Regions from separate parts of the Zea mays genome. Here region 2 is linked to region 1. A link is a contact called in public Hi-C data. All regions are on one chromosome and are shown on one strand. Each heading gives the region's core, a stretch centred on a gene start, on an enhancer-like site or on the middle of the called end of the contact. The rest is flanking DNA. Distances are from core to core; before and after follow the strand shown. Region 1 overlaps LOC103648038 (ATP-dependent DNA helicase chloroplastic). Region 2 holds the start of LOC100286281 (virulent strain associated lipoprotein).

Evidence for each region. A called contact is a pair of places that touch in the nucleus more often than the background predicts.
Region 2: a Hi-C map of tassel shows a contact between it and region 1, with 1.8 times the contacts expected there. The contact joins the promoter of LOC100286281 here to the enhancer-like site in region 1. A contact is called at or near these places in 2 of 25 Hi-C or Micro-C datasets (leaf and tassel).

What each region holds. Positions count from the first base shown.
Region 1 is chr2:230,671,590-230,677,917 of Zm-B73-REFERENCE-NAM-5.0, forward strand. It overlaps LOC103648038 (ATP-dependent DNA helicase chloroplastic), which reads left to right. Exons shown (of 15, transcript XM_008672544.4): 14 at 565-930; 15 at 1,028-1,456. The coding sequence ends at 666. Among protein-coding and RNA genes, the nearest start is that of LOC100383197, 11 kb to the right of the region's middle. Within about 2 kb of position 3,847, at least 17 of the 20 cell types and tissues checked have an H3K27ac peak or open chromatin away from gene starts, as enhancers often do. A contact at or near this core is called in leaf and tassel, where this site is marked.
Region 2 is chr2:231,103,874-231,110,201 of Zm-B73-REFERENCE-NAM-5.0, forward strand. It overlaps LOC100286281 (virulent strain associated lipoprotein), which reads right to left and starts at 3,742. Exons shown (of 3, transcript NM_001165736.1): 1 at 2,616-3,742. The coding sequence starts at 2,875. LOC100278623 reads left to right here and starts at 3,932. Exons shown (of 9, transcript NM_001357827.1): 1 at 3,932-4,205. The coding sequence starts at 4,099.

The DNA.
Region 1 (6,328 bases), core at 2,597-5,096:
AATTGGGATCTTGTAGGTTTTATCCCCAAAATCCAATCAAACAATATTCTTAAAGTACATGACCTTGTATATTATCTATATAGCATAAATTAATGTGATCTTTAGTGTTGGTGCACAGCCCAGTGGCTACTGGCTTAGTGCTCGTTCTTGTATTAAACCATAAACCATGTGCCTGGAAGCACCCAACTGTTCCAGCTTCCAAGTGTCGATCATTTGATTGACCTATAGTGAGTTGTGGTACTGGATAGTTATTTTTTTCTTTTTGTACAAATCACCAATTCTTTGTTTTACAAGGCCTTAATACATCTAAAGGTCGGTGGGCCAGGCTGTTGGGCTGTTGTGTTGTGCCAAAGCAACAACCAATCATTCATGCATCTTGGCATCTACATAAGTTCCACTCATAGGTGTATGCGAACAAACTAGAATTCACCTTTTCCATTTTATACCATTTGAAAATATTTTATCTCATCCCCTTAATGAAATGACACATGTCTTCATTCGTCATCCGAGAAAAATATGTTTCTGTATGGGTCGCCTTTTTGACAATTGTACTCTTTTCTACAGGCTGAACTCCTCGTGAATTTGCCAGATACCCTACTTCTGAACTGGCTTTTCCATTGCTTATCGGACTGCTATACTGTAATACCAGCCCTTGTGAAGTACTAGATTATTGTTACTATTTCATAAGAACTGAAGGCTTCTGCTGCCCACCATGAAAGGGGACAATATGTCCATGCTTGAAGAGAATGATCTATCAGAGAAATCAGTCTTGGCTCTTTGATTCATCTGTGATGGATGACTCTTCGTTATGTTGGTATTGGCAGTCAGGCTCTGGCAGGCCAAAGCAAGCCCATACACACTACTGCTTTAGGAAAAGGTCCGCCAAAATTGTCAACATTACAAGCATACTTCAATGCTATACACGAACTGGTATTCCCTTGAGCACCAAAGTCCCCATTCTTGCAGTGCTAAAATAAATCCTTCTCAAATTATCTTCTTTGTGATGTTTTCCTGCCAATTTTTTCAGGAGAATGCTCCACAGACACATTGCAGTTTTCTACATTCGCTAACATCAATAGGATGAGTGTCTGATGCATAATTGCTAAATTCAGGTGCAATGCAAGTATGAAACATGAAATCAGGAAGCTCAGAGGACCTAGTTCAGATGTACCTGACAATAGATTACATTTCAAAATTCTTCTAGGTTTTTTTGACATGAACTATCAAAATATTGCTCGAGTAGATAGGGAACTAGGGATGGCGTTAACAATAGACCATTTGTTTGACAATAAAACATTAGGAATTTTTGACCAATTGGTCAGAGTTAATATTTGTTGTAAATCTATTCAAACAGATTGTGACATTGACAATAACTATAATAGTTGAAAAAAATCACGGAACTACAAGTATTTTTATATAGGGAGAATGTATCCAATGCACTGGACCCATCCGTACACGTATCCAAAGGGCATGTACAATTTAATTAATTAAATGAAGGGTCTCTCGAAATGTATATAGTGGGCTAAGTGAGAAAAAAAAATCAAGAGATGGATTCTTTGCGAAGAATTTGTCTTTACATGACTTTCTATACATATTATGTCTTTATTGCATTTATTATCTTCTGTCTTAGGGTTGTATTATGCAGTCTCTTAACTGTTTCTAGTATTTTGAAAACCGGTCCAAAGGCTTGGAGTAGAGATGTCAATGGGGACCCGATACCCGCTAACCCGTGGGAAATTCCCCTATTAGGGTACGGGTATAGGACAAAAATTGTCCCCATGAGTATGAATATTGGACAAAATCTCTACCCATTGGGTAAACAGGTATGGGTTCAGGAAGCAATAATCTGAACCCGATTACCCATGAGTATTTCATACGTGTACACCTGTCGTGTTTGTATGAATGAGTCGAGGCCGAGCCGGCCACCAAGCCTAGCGCAACAGCGCACCAGGCCCTAGGTCCCCAACAAGGCAAAACGGCAAGGCAACTAGCAGACTAGAAAAAAACAAAATCCTAAAATAACCAGTCATATGCTACGCCCTGCCCAGATGACGGTGACGACCATAGATTCTCAGGCACCAACGAACTCAGATGGTGACCAAGAAGGAAGGTGAGCAAACTCCATTTCTCCATTTTTTCTATCGGTCCCGAAGTACTTATTTCTTTTTTGATGGATAGATAAATGGATCATGGTTCATGGATGAGTGCTTGCCGATGTGGTGATGTCTAAAATCTAGATAGTTTGTGCTACCTGTTAATACCTAGTTATCCCTTAATTGAGGATGGGGACCCATTGAGGACCCGAAACCCGAATAGGTATGGGTACGTGATGAACTCATGATGGGTATAAGGATGGGTATGGAGACAGATCAAACATGATGAAGATGAGTATGAGATGGTATAACCTGTTGGGGAATTTACTATTGACATCTCTAGCTCGGAGTTGCACGTAACCTTATATATAGACTCTTCATCTAATAATTAATAGTTGAACGTGTGAGCTTTTTTGTTGTTGTTATGCACCTGGACTCCTCATCTAATAATTAATAATAGTTCAACTATTTTGGCATTTGGTATCACAGAACCTGGTCCCTAAATAGTAGGTATATTTTCAACAAAATTGTAGCTTTTTGGTAACAAGTGCCTAAGTTGTTCTATGTGTACATGCCAATTATTACTCGTTAGGCCAAAGTAGTTATGTGACTTGATGTATTGGTTCTGTACAACAAAGCTGAGAGTAACAGTATAAGATTTGTGCTTTAACATTTGAAGCTTAGCATAGTTTAGCGGAAGGCAAAAAAAAGTAATCATCTCTCAGGAAAGCACTCTGAACTGTTAGAAGAAACATCCTGCTCGGTAAATTCACGAATATGTGAAATGACAATAGCACCCGAATCAAAATGTCGAGCCTTGGTCTTATCCATTGTAAGTCGAGTTTTTTATTTATTTAAGAAACACTTCTATCCAAATGTGCAAAATGGAAATGAAATTCATTACACAGCATGCCTAAGGATCTGCTTGGACCAATGCACTTAAATTTAATCATCTACAGTTTAATCATAGGCCATCTAAACGGGTAAAATAGAAGGTGGACTACTATTTGGTTTAATCCAATTCAGTCCTTCACTCTTCCAGTTTAAGCTGCTGGGTATATCAAAAGTATTTGATAATAATAGCATATCTCTTCTATATATTCCTATAAAACATTAGTTTTCATCGTTTCTATAGTTTGTACCATCGTCGTGCGTCACACACAAAGCGCGTAAATCCATTTCTCTCACATTTGTCTCACGAACCAGTTTTCAGCATGGTAGCATAAATCTAATTTTCTCCCGTGTTAGATCTGTTCCTGTCTCCCTCGCCAACATTTTTGGGAAAAATCATTATAAAATCTCAACTAACCTATGCACTTCGGAACTAGATCCTCTTCTGTGCGTGAACAGGGCCCACGCACAGTGGTCCAACTGCCTTCCAAATCTCATTTGATCCCTACGCACCTCATTATATTCCCCACGGTAGAGCAGTCACACCTCCTCCACCGGCGGCATCATCCTCCCTACGCACGCAATCCCCCTCCGCTGCCCCCAACACGTGGAGCAAGAATACACCAAAGGCTATGAGCGCGAGGAGGGCGACAGAGATAAGGAGCAGCACGGTGAGCGCGACGGCGTACGGCGAGGTGCGACCGCTGCAAGTCGGGAAAACGCGCAGCGGGCAGATCTCCCGCATGAGTGGCCACGACGGCGACATGGGGCGGGTGGATTTTCTGCACGGGGGATGACAGGCGGGTGGGGGTGGAGAGGAAGGGAACGAAGCAGAATGGAGTGAGACGCAGACAGGTCACTTTTCTGGCCGCTCCCTCCGCGCTGGGTTCCAGTGGCTTCGTTTTCTTCGTGGCGAAGGGCAGGGTGGTACAGTCGTCCGTGCACAGTGGAAAAATGGAATTCCATCAGTAGCCTGTCGTTGACGGTCATGCAGCATCCATAGAGTCTGAGCAGGTTCCTGTGCACTGCCAAGCTGATCATCTCGAGTTCAATCTGAAACAATACTTCCCCACCTGCAGCATTACCATCTTCTAGCCTCTTAATGACTGACTACAATACTTCAATCTCGGAGCTGCCCCCGGTAAACGGCACCAAACCTACCTTTTCCTAATATGTTCTCGCTGCAAAAGTTTTCTGTTGCAGCCTGGAGCTCTCTGAATTGAAATCGCTTCATATTTCCGAGGTTGATGTTCTCCATGTGTTGGTCTGCAGTAGCCATTACAAGATTCACGACCAAGGTAGTACTGAGTTCATGAATTGATAGTAACTTAAGTATTTTATTTCTACTCCAAAGCACGAGTTTTTACCGTCGTGCCTCGCACGAAGCACGTAGGTTTGTTCCTCTCACCCTGTCTCACCTAACAAATAGAGAGGGATAATGATGCTAGCATCTGGGTAACCCTTATCTCGCCACCAGAGGCAAACTACGCTCGATCGCTTAGGGTTAGACCATAATCTAGCTATAAATACTGTGGAGTGGCTCTCGTGTCGCTATAAATCCCGCCATAAGAGCATCTCCAACAACGTGACCTATAAAAATGTCCTATAATTTGAAAATGAGTATATTTTATAGAATTTAGGGCACCAACAAAACACCCCGCTCCAACAGTAAAGCCCCAAATCTAGATTATAGAGCAGACCACTACGGTGTAGTATATTTGAGTCACTTGAGAGGGTGCCCTATAATTTTTTGACAAAATTTTATGAAATGGGGCACTGTTGGAGTAGTTTTTCCTGTGTAGAACCCTATATTTTAATTTGAGGCACCAGTTTGAGGCATTGTTGGAGATGCTCTAATCTAGCCTGGCATCACATGCTCCATCTCCAATCTCCCTTTTTCTTGCTCCAAGAGGTCCATGTCCTGCCCTATGCTAGCCCAGTAAGAGTTCAGGTCTTACTTGGTCATCTGGCTACCAACTAAATCTTAAGTTGCTGGGTCTGTGTCAGAAGTATTTGTTTATTCATGTCTAGGAGTTATTATTCCAACATGCGGCGACAATAGATATCTGATAAGCTTAATTGTTCTCAAGATTAAATTGGCTAGTTGGTGAAATGTGAAGACATTCATCGTTTTGAAGGTATAATATGTGGGCGTTGACTAGATCTGTTCCGCTTTCCTCAATTCTAAGATGGAATGCTACCAATTCCAGTTCCAGTTCCCCCTTCTACAGCACCCCATCTAATATTCATATTCTAGAAGGAATTCCGAAGGTAGAGTAAGAAAAATTGACCTTGATCCATTTGACTAATTGATTTTGATGTTTGATGATCAATATAACCTATGAACTAATGTGTTTGCAAGTGTTTATGTATAGTTCACAGGATGCGAAGTAGACTTGAACTAAAACATTGAGGAAGCAACACCTCGAAAAAGACACTAGAAAACCCACAGAAGATCTTCAAGTATCTAGCACATATCCAAGACACAAGCCTAGAAGAGCCCAAAAAATGAAGAAGTGGGCTGCTTTTGGGTGCATTGGACCGATCTGGTGGTGCGCCGGACCAGTTTCCTAGAGAGCACTTTTCGGGCACTTGGCCTACAGGCACATAGAACGTCGGGTCCAATGCACCGAACCTCGACCAACAGTCGACAACGGCTAGTCCAACAGTCACCTGGTCACCGAACCTCGACCAACAGTCGACAACGGCTAGTCCAACAGTCACCTGGTCACCGAACCTTGGATCCGTTGCACCAGACCTCTGCTATAGTGCAGAGAATCTGCCAGGAGACCAACAACTAGCTGATGTGGAGGGCACCGGACCTCGGTCCGATGCAACACAGAGAAGTCTGCTTTGTCCAACAACCATTTGAAGTGGGGCACTATATATACCCCCTCCTAGTAGCCATTTGAAGGTGTGGAGAGCTGAACGACATTGCTAGTGAGTTGATACACATGTCCATTGCTCCATACACCCAAGTGCTTAATAGAATCACTCGATGATTAGCATAGGTGCTTTGTGAAGTGTTTAGATTAGTTAGACCACTATTGTGCTTGCTCTAGGTTTAGTCCTAGTTGATTGAGTGAGGTGAGAACAACCCACAAATTAACCCCCTTAGCTCTTGCGTGAGCAGTTATAATTGTACCGAGTGGGGCGACGTCTTGCGAGACCGCACCAACCTCGATTGTGGTGTGGCCGCCATCGTGTACCTGAGGGAGCGAGGCCCACGACATTTTGGCCGGAAGCTCGATAGTGAAGACGGTGGAGAGCGTTCGAGAGGAGGCTGGAAGCGAAGCATCACTTGCACGTGGAGAAGGTGCATGGCTCTCTACGGATTTACAGAC
Region 2 (6,328 bases), core at 2,492-4,991, 430 kb after region 1:
TCCAAAACAAACTACAAGAGTACCTTCAAAAACCGGTCAACGTAGGCTGTAAAAAGGGCATAGCATTTCTTAGAAGATACCACATGGAAAATAAAAAAAAACCTTCTTGCTCAGAAACAATTTAAATTTGTAGACATAAAGTTACAAAGAAATTTGTTATATCCCATACATTTTTTTTACATGAAAGACATGTTGAACCTTATATCCTTTTCAAGCTCGACATATCTAAAGCGTTCAACTCAGTTTCTTGGGCGTCTTTACTTGAGGTCCTGCAGCACATGGGGTTTGGACGAAAGTGGTATAACCTGCTCTGCCTTCTTCTCTCCACCTCCTCCACAAAACTTCTGGTTAATGGTGTGCCTGGAGAATTCATTCTGCATCATCGGGGGCTGAGGCAAGGGGGTCCTTTATCCCCAGTGTTGTTCTTGCTAGTCATGGAGGCATTGAATGCCTTAATCACTAAAGCTGTCCAAGCATATTTCCTACAGCCGCTGGCTGTTCAGCAGGCTAAGCACCGGATTTCTTTATATGTGGATGATGCCATCTTGTTCCTCAGGCCAAATCGAGATGATCTGCTTCTCATATCTCAGCTGTTGAAGGCTTTTGGTTATGCGTCAGGCCTCCAGACCAATCTCGCTAAAAGCTCAGTGTGCCCCATTAATTGCACAATTGAAGACTTGAAGGTCATTTCTGAGCTCTTGGATTGTGAAATCAGGAATTTACCTTGCACCTACCTGGGGATACCTCTTACTATTCGGAAACCAACCAAGAGTGCCTGCTGCCTTTGATTGATAAAATAGCAGCTTGCCTCCCAAAATGGAAGGCTTCTCTCATGAGCCGAGCCGGTTAGCTTGTGATGGTCCGTGCTGTTTTTTCTGCCATCCCTATCCATGATATGCTAGCTCTGGATCTCCCCAAATGGGTGATCAAAGCTATTGATAAGCTGTGACGGGGCTTCTTGTGGGGAGGTCATCAAAATGCTAATGGAGGCAATTGCCCTGTGTCTTGGGAGAAGGTTCAAATGCCGTTGCAGTGTGATGGCCTAGGGGTTCTCAACCTTGAAAAAATGGGATGGGCCTTACACATCCGATGGCTTTGGCTACAAAAAAAAAACAGATTCTTCACGGCCTTGGGAAGGGCTGCCCATTCAGGTTCCCTATAAGGCCTGAGCTCTCTTTCATGTGGCGGTGCAAACAAAGGTCGGAAATGGTGTTGATACCAAATTCTGGACTGACCGGTGGCTGCACGGTAGCTCTGTGGGAGAACTGGACCCTAATCTTTTTCAGTTAATTCCTAAGAGAGCAAGAAGACAACGCGCTGTTTCTCAAGCCCTATCTAACAGGCGTTGGGTCACTGACATCCAGGGAGCCCTCACAGTCCAGGTGATTGTCGAATACCTGAAGCTTTGGATGTTGGTGGAAGGTTTTACCTTGCAACCAGCCCTTCCTGATCATCACTTTTGGAAGTTCACAAGTTCAGGACAGTATTCTAGTAAATCTGCTTATAACACCTTTTTTCTTGGGAACTGTTACGATTGAACCTTGCAAAAATACTTGGAAAACTTGGGCACCTCTCCGGTGCAAATTCTTCATATGGCTGGCAATCAAGAACAGAGTTTGGACGACGGATCGCTTGCTGAAACATGGGTTGCCACATCCTAGTGTCTGCCTCCTTTGTGACCAGGAAGATGAGTCAGCTCAACACATTATAGTGTCTTGCGTCTTCTCCCGGGAGACTTGGACCAAAATCCTCTGTTTTGTTGGACTGCAGGCCGCTGCTCCACAAATTGAGAAATTTTGCTCGCTGGTGGGGATGTGCAGTCAACAAAGTGCCAAAGTAGAAGAGAAAAGGATTTCTCTAATCATTCTTGTTGCTTGGACAATTTGGAGACATAGGAATGTGTGCGTTTTGAGGGTCTTAGTCCTAGTATTTCCTTGGTGTGTCAGGAAGTAGCAGAGGAGAGTGAGCTCTAGTGTATGGCCACAAACACGGCCCTCCATGAGCTGCTCAGCAGGAAGCCAAGGCTGGAAGCCTGAGCAGCCCTGTGTGGTCGTTCTTTTAGGTTTAGTGCGTGGCGCGTATGTTACCTTTTGGTGATGTGTTGCGGGGAGGGGGGGGGCTTCTTTCCACCCCTCGGGTGTTGTATCTTTTTCTTCTTAAATGAAATGACACGCAACTCTCCTGTGTAATTCGAGAAAAAAAAGATATGTTGCAGTGTGTTAACCATAGATGATTTTTTTGGGGTAGCTGTACGTAAAGCTGCAATTTCAAGGAATACAGACGCAACTACTGAATTTAAACTTGCACCTTAAGCCACAATCGTCTCATATAACCTAAGTGATTCACACACAGCTGTCAGATATTCAAGTCGTATTTATATCTGTAATACTTGCAAAATCCAAAATAATATTGCACATATGTACTCTGGAAAACAGATGGACAACAGATTGTCAAATAGAGCTGACCTTGTGACACATTCCAGTGCAAATAGCAACTAAATCAGCACAATTTCATTGTTAGCATCACAGAAGAGTTATGCAAAGGGTGCAACAGTAAACATTTGACTCTGTAGGAAAAAATAATGTAGACTGCATAGTAAAGCAGATACTTCCCACCTTTTCTTTTCTTCTTGTAGCCTTTGCGTATCAATAGCATTCTTATTCTCTTCCAACCCAAGGTGGGAACTTTGAGATGCAGTAACTGGAGAGCTAATGACACTCGGACTGCTCTTTCTTCTGTAACGCTTCCGTGATGGAGGTGGACTATTGCGCCTCCTAGGAGATGGAGAACAGCTCTCACGCCTTCTCGGGGATGGGAAAGGGCTCCTCCTTCTGCAAGACAAAGATGAGCACTGTAAGGATAAAATTAGGATCATCACAACAATAGACAAGGAATTACCATTATCTCTTGAAGCCCTAAAACATGGGCAAAAGCAGTTACCTTAGACACTGTTACAGGGGTAGAGCATTCCACAGCAATACAGCACAGAGTAAAATCTTTGTAGATTCCATGCGTTTTACGAAAACAACTCTTGTTAGTCTGTATAGGCAGGTAATGCAAAACATGGCATAACTATATCTAAGCTTCATCTGCTGATATATTCCATGCTGCATCGAAGCATTTTTATTTTAATTCTGTAATGCAAAAGCATCCAAATCATTTTCCCCTTGGAAATCAGAAATCATGGTGTTATGAAATTTGACGTTCATAATCATATTTAATTCAAGTATGATATGGCACAATATACTACCACACTATCCACCTCTAACAGTCACAAACCAAGCTATAGTACAAAATTCGAATGAAGGCGATCAGCATCGCCTCAAATTTTTTACAGTACAAACCCCAAAAAAATAAAACGAAGACTCGCCAGATTTCTGTGGCGTGTGTCGGGAGATGTGGTCACCTATACGAGGGGCGATAGGGGGACCTGCTACGGCTAGGGCTTCGGTCCCTACGGCCCCTCCGGCCGCGGTACCGCTCGGGTGATGGCGACCGCCGACGCCGGCGCGGCGGAGACAGCGACCGCGACAGGTCGCGTTGCATCGTGCGCGACGCGATCTAGAGCCTCAGCGGAGCCGGATCTGGACGAAACCAGACGATCGGAGCCTTCGGAGAGGGGCGGAGTCTGGCTTGCTGGCTGGAAAGCGGGAGGACGCAGGCCAGGTCAGGTAGAGTCGCCCGCCGCCGCACGCGGGGGCCGATGAGGTGGGGGATGCTCGCAGCCCGCGGAATCTATCTGTGGGAAGTTGTAATTAACCTCCAAGGCTACGCCCAGGTATACAAGGTGGGCGCTGGGGAGAAGCAAAAGCAATCGGGCCACCAATCCCACAGCGTGATATGACCGCCCGGTCCAGCTCAGCCCAGGCCCATGTGAGTCGTCCGACCCGGATGAGTCCAGATCCAGACCCAACGTGACCGCGAGTCCCTCAAGATCACACAGTACCGGCAGGCGGCAGCAATTGGAGTGTTTACGCCGAGACTTGAAAACGGCATCAGTAGCAAACGGAGGCGACCACGAGCGACGGGGCCAGCCGCGGTCCCCAACGTCAGAGGATCTCGTTCCAGCTGCGGCAGGGCGGCCAACACCGGCACCTCATGGGCGCCGACGACGAAGCCGCCGCCGCCATGGAGGCGCAAGAGAGGGAGGCGGAGATCGAGAAGGCCATGCGCGCCCGCGTCGCAGACTTCAAGAAGCAGGCCGAGTGAGCACACTCTCTCCCCTTCCTCCAACTTCCGAGGCTGGCGTGACCGCCCTGCCCCTCGTCTATGGTTTGCACGCTCTAATGTTCAGGTCTATGGCGTATGGAATTAGGTCGCTTCTCGTGGTCACGTTTGGTCTGCCGTTGCTTGCTGCGGAGAAACGTGCACTGCGGGAGGGTTTTGGGCTAGTGGGGCGGTCTCGGGGGTAGGGTTTCTACTTCTGCTGTCCTGGTAGGAGATGAAGGCGAGCGGCGATGATGAATCCTGAATCATGGTCTTCAGAACGGGTGGTGCACGTCTCAGTTGCAGTTGGCAGCTCCTAGGGTTTTAGAGGTTAGGAGGAAATGGAAATTCGGGATATCAACTGTCAATGCTAGAGGCAACTGTATCTGTAAGAAACACTTAAACGGTGGAGATCTCTTCTTATTGTTTCATGCTCTGATGGCAGCCAGATGGCAGGTCTGTTTTCTGTGGTGCGAAACCATTTTCAGTTTTTGTTGTTATTCTTTCAATTCATTGTCTCCTGTATTTTGTCTTTTCAGGGGGTTTAACTTGTTTACTGCCCCTTATAAGTTGTGCTTATGTATAAGGCCTTGCCTGTTATAATTCCAGATATGCCGTGCTTGAGAACTTATCCTGTTTCCCAGTAGAACGTGAGTTTAGAATTTCCCCCTTTATCTTCAATTCATGTTGTTGGTTTCCACCATTTTATACCCAAGTTCTGCATCTGTGTTTTAGTTCACAGGAGCCAATTATTTCACTGTATACGCGTTGATCATTTTTTCATAAAAATGCTAGTCTACACGGTCAACTAAACAAAAGCTCATCTCAACCTGCATACAACCAAACAACAATGGTTCCATGTAAGGATACTGGCCCAATCGAGCCCGCATGCCATATCGAGCCAGACCTAAGCCTGAACGGGCAACCAATCACACCCTAAGCGTCTCCTAGGTAATTATGCAAGAGTAATATCATGTATCACGCATTCGTGAAATCCGTGAGTTCGTGACCATAGTTTATCTTTCTATCTATAATTAGTCAAACTTTCATATACTAGCGAAGTCTTAAATTGCTTTAGGCAGAACAATGCGTAGTTACTATCTCCTAAGCACTGCCTTCTAAAACAGAGGCCATTGTTGTTAGCAAAGTCTTAAATTGCTTTAGGCAGAACAATGCCTAGGTACTAGCACCTAGGCACTGCCTTATAAAACAGAGGCCATTGTTGTTTTGCATCGTATGATAATTGCTTGGTCTACAACCTTGGTACTTGCCTCTTGATGAGTGCTTGGGCTGTTTTTTTTTTTTTTTTTTGAAGAGAAAAGTTGTGTGGGAAACAAAATTTTATTAAAAAGAAACAAGTCACAAAACAAGGTTACAGGCGGAGAGGAAGAGGAGAATCAGCTATCTAGAGTTTAGCCAAGATGATATTTGAGAATTAAGCGCAGGACTAAATCTAAACATCTAAAGCTTCAACGTGTCGTTGAAACAAGTTCTCCAGGAAGGGAAGGAAGGAACAATGTTCCTGAAGATGAAGTCATTTCTTTGCTTCCAGATTGTCCAGATCACCACCCCCACAATTTCCATGAAGAAGCACCGATCGAAAGCATTTTTCGTATCTTCAAACATTGTAAAGAAGTCAAGCTCAAGATTCCATTGCATATCCACATAATGCCAACATTCAGTGTTGAAAGGACATTGAAATAGAAGATGAAAAGTTGTCTCTTCGCAGATAGAGTCACAAAGGACACAACGCTGATCATTAGCCGCATTCAGGAAGCCTTTTCTCTTGAGCAGGTTCTTCGAGTTGATTCTATCTCTGAAAACAAGCCAAACAAAAACTTTGATCTGTTTGCAAACTTTGGACTACCAAATCCACATGAACGGAGGTGGGGGATTGATGGATCTGTTAGCCATGCTGTATCCTATTTGAAACTGTGTTGCTCCTATGTGAATCTGTGCAAGAATAAGTGGAGGCCGATATCATATTCCTCTTTCTTTGCAACTAGCGCATTGCCATTGTTTTATTGTGGCAGGATTAATTGATATTTTTATACCATCTTTGAACAAATTGTAAGTATTTTTATATAAAAGTGTCATGTATGGAAACATGTCTTTCATGAAA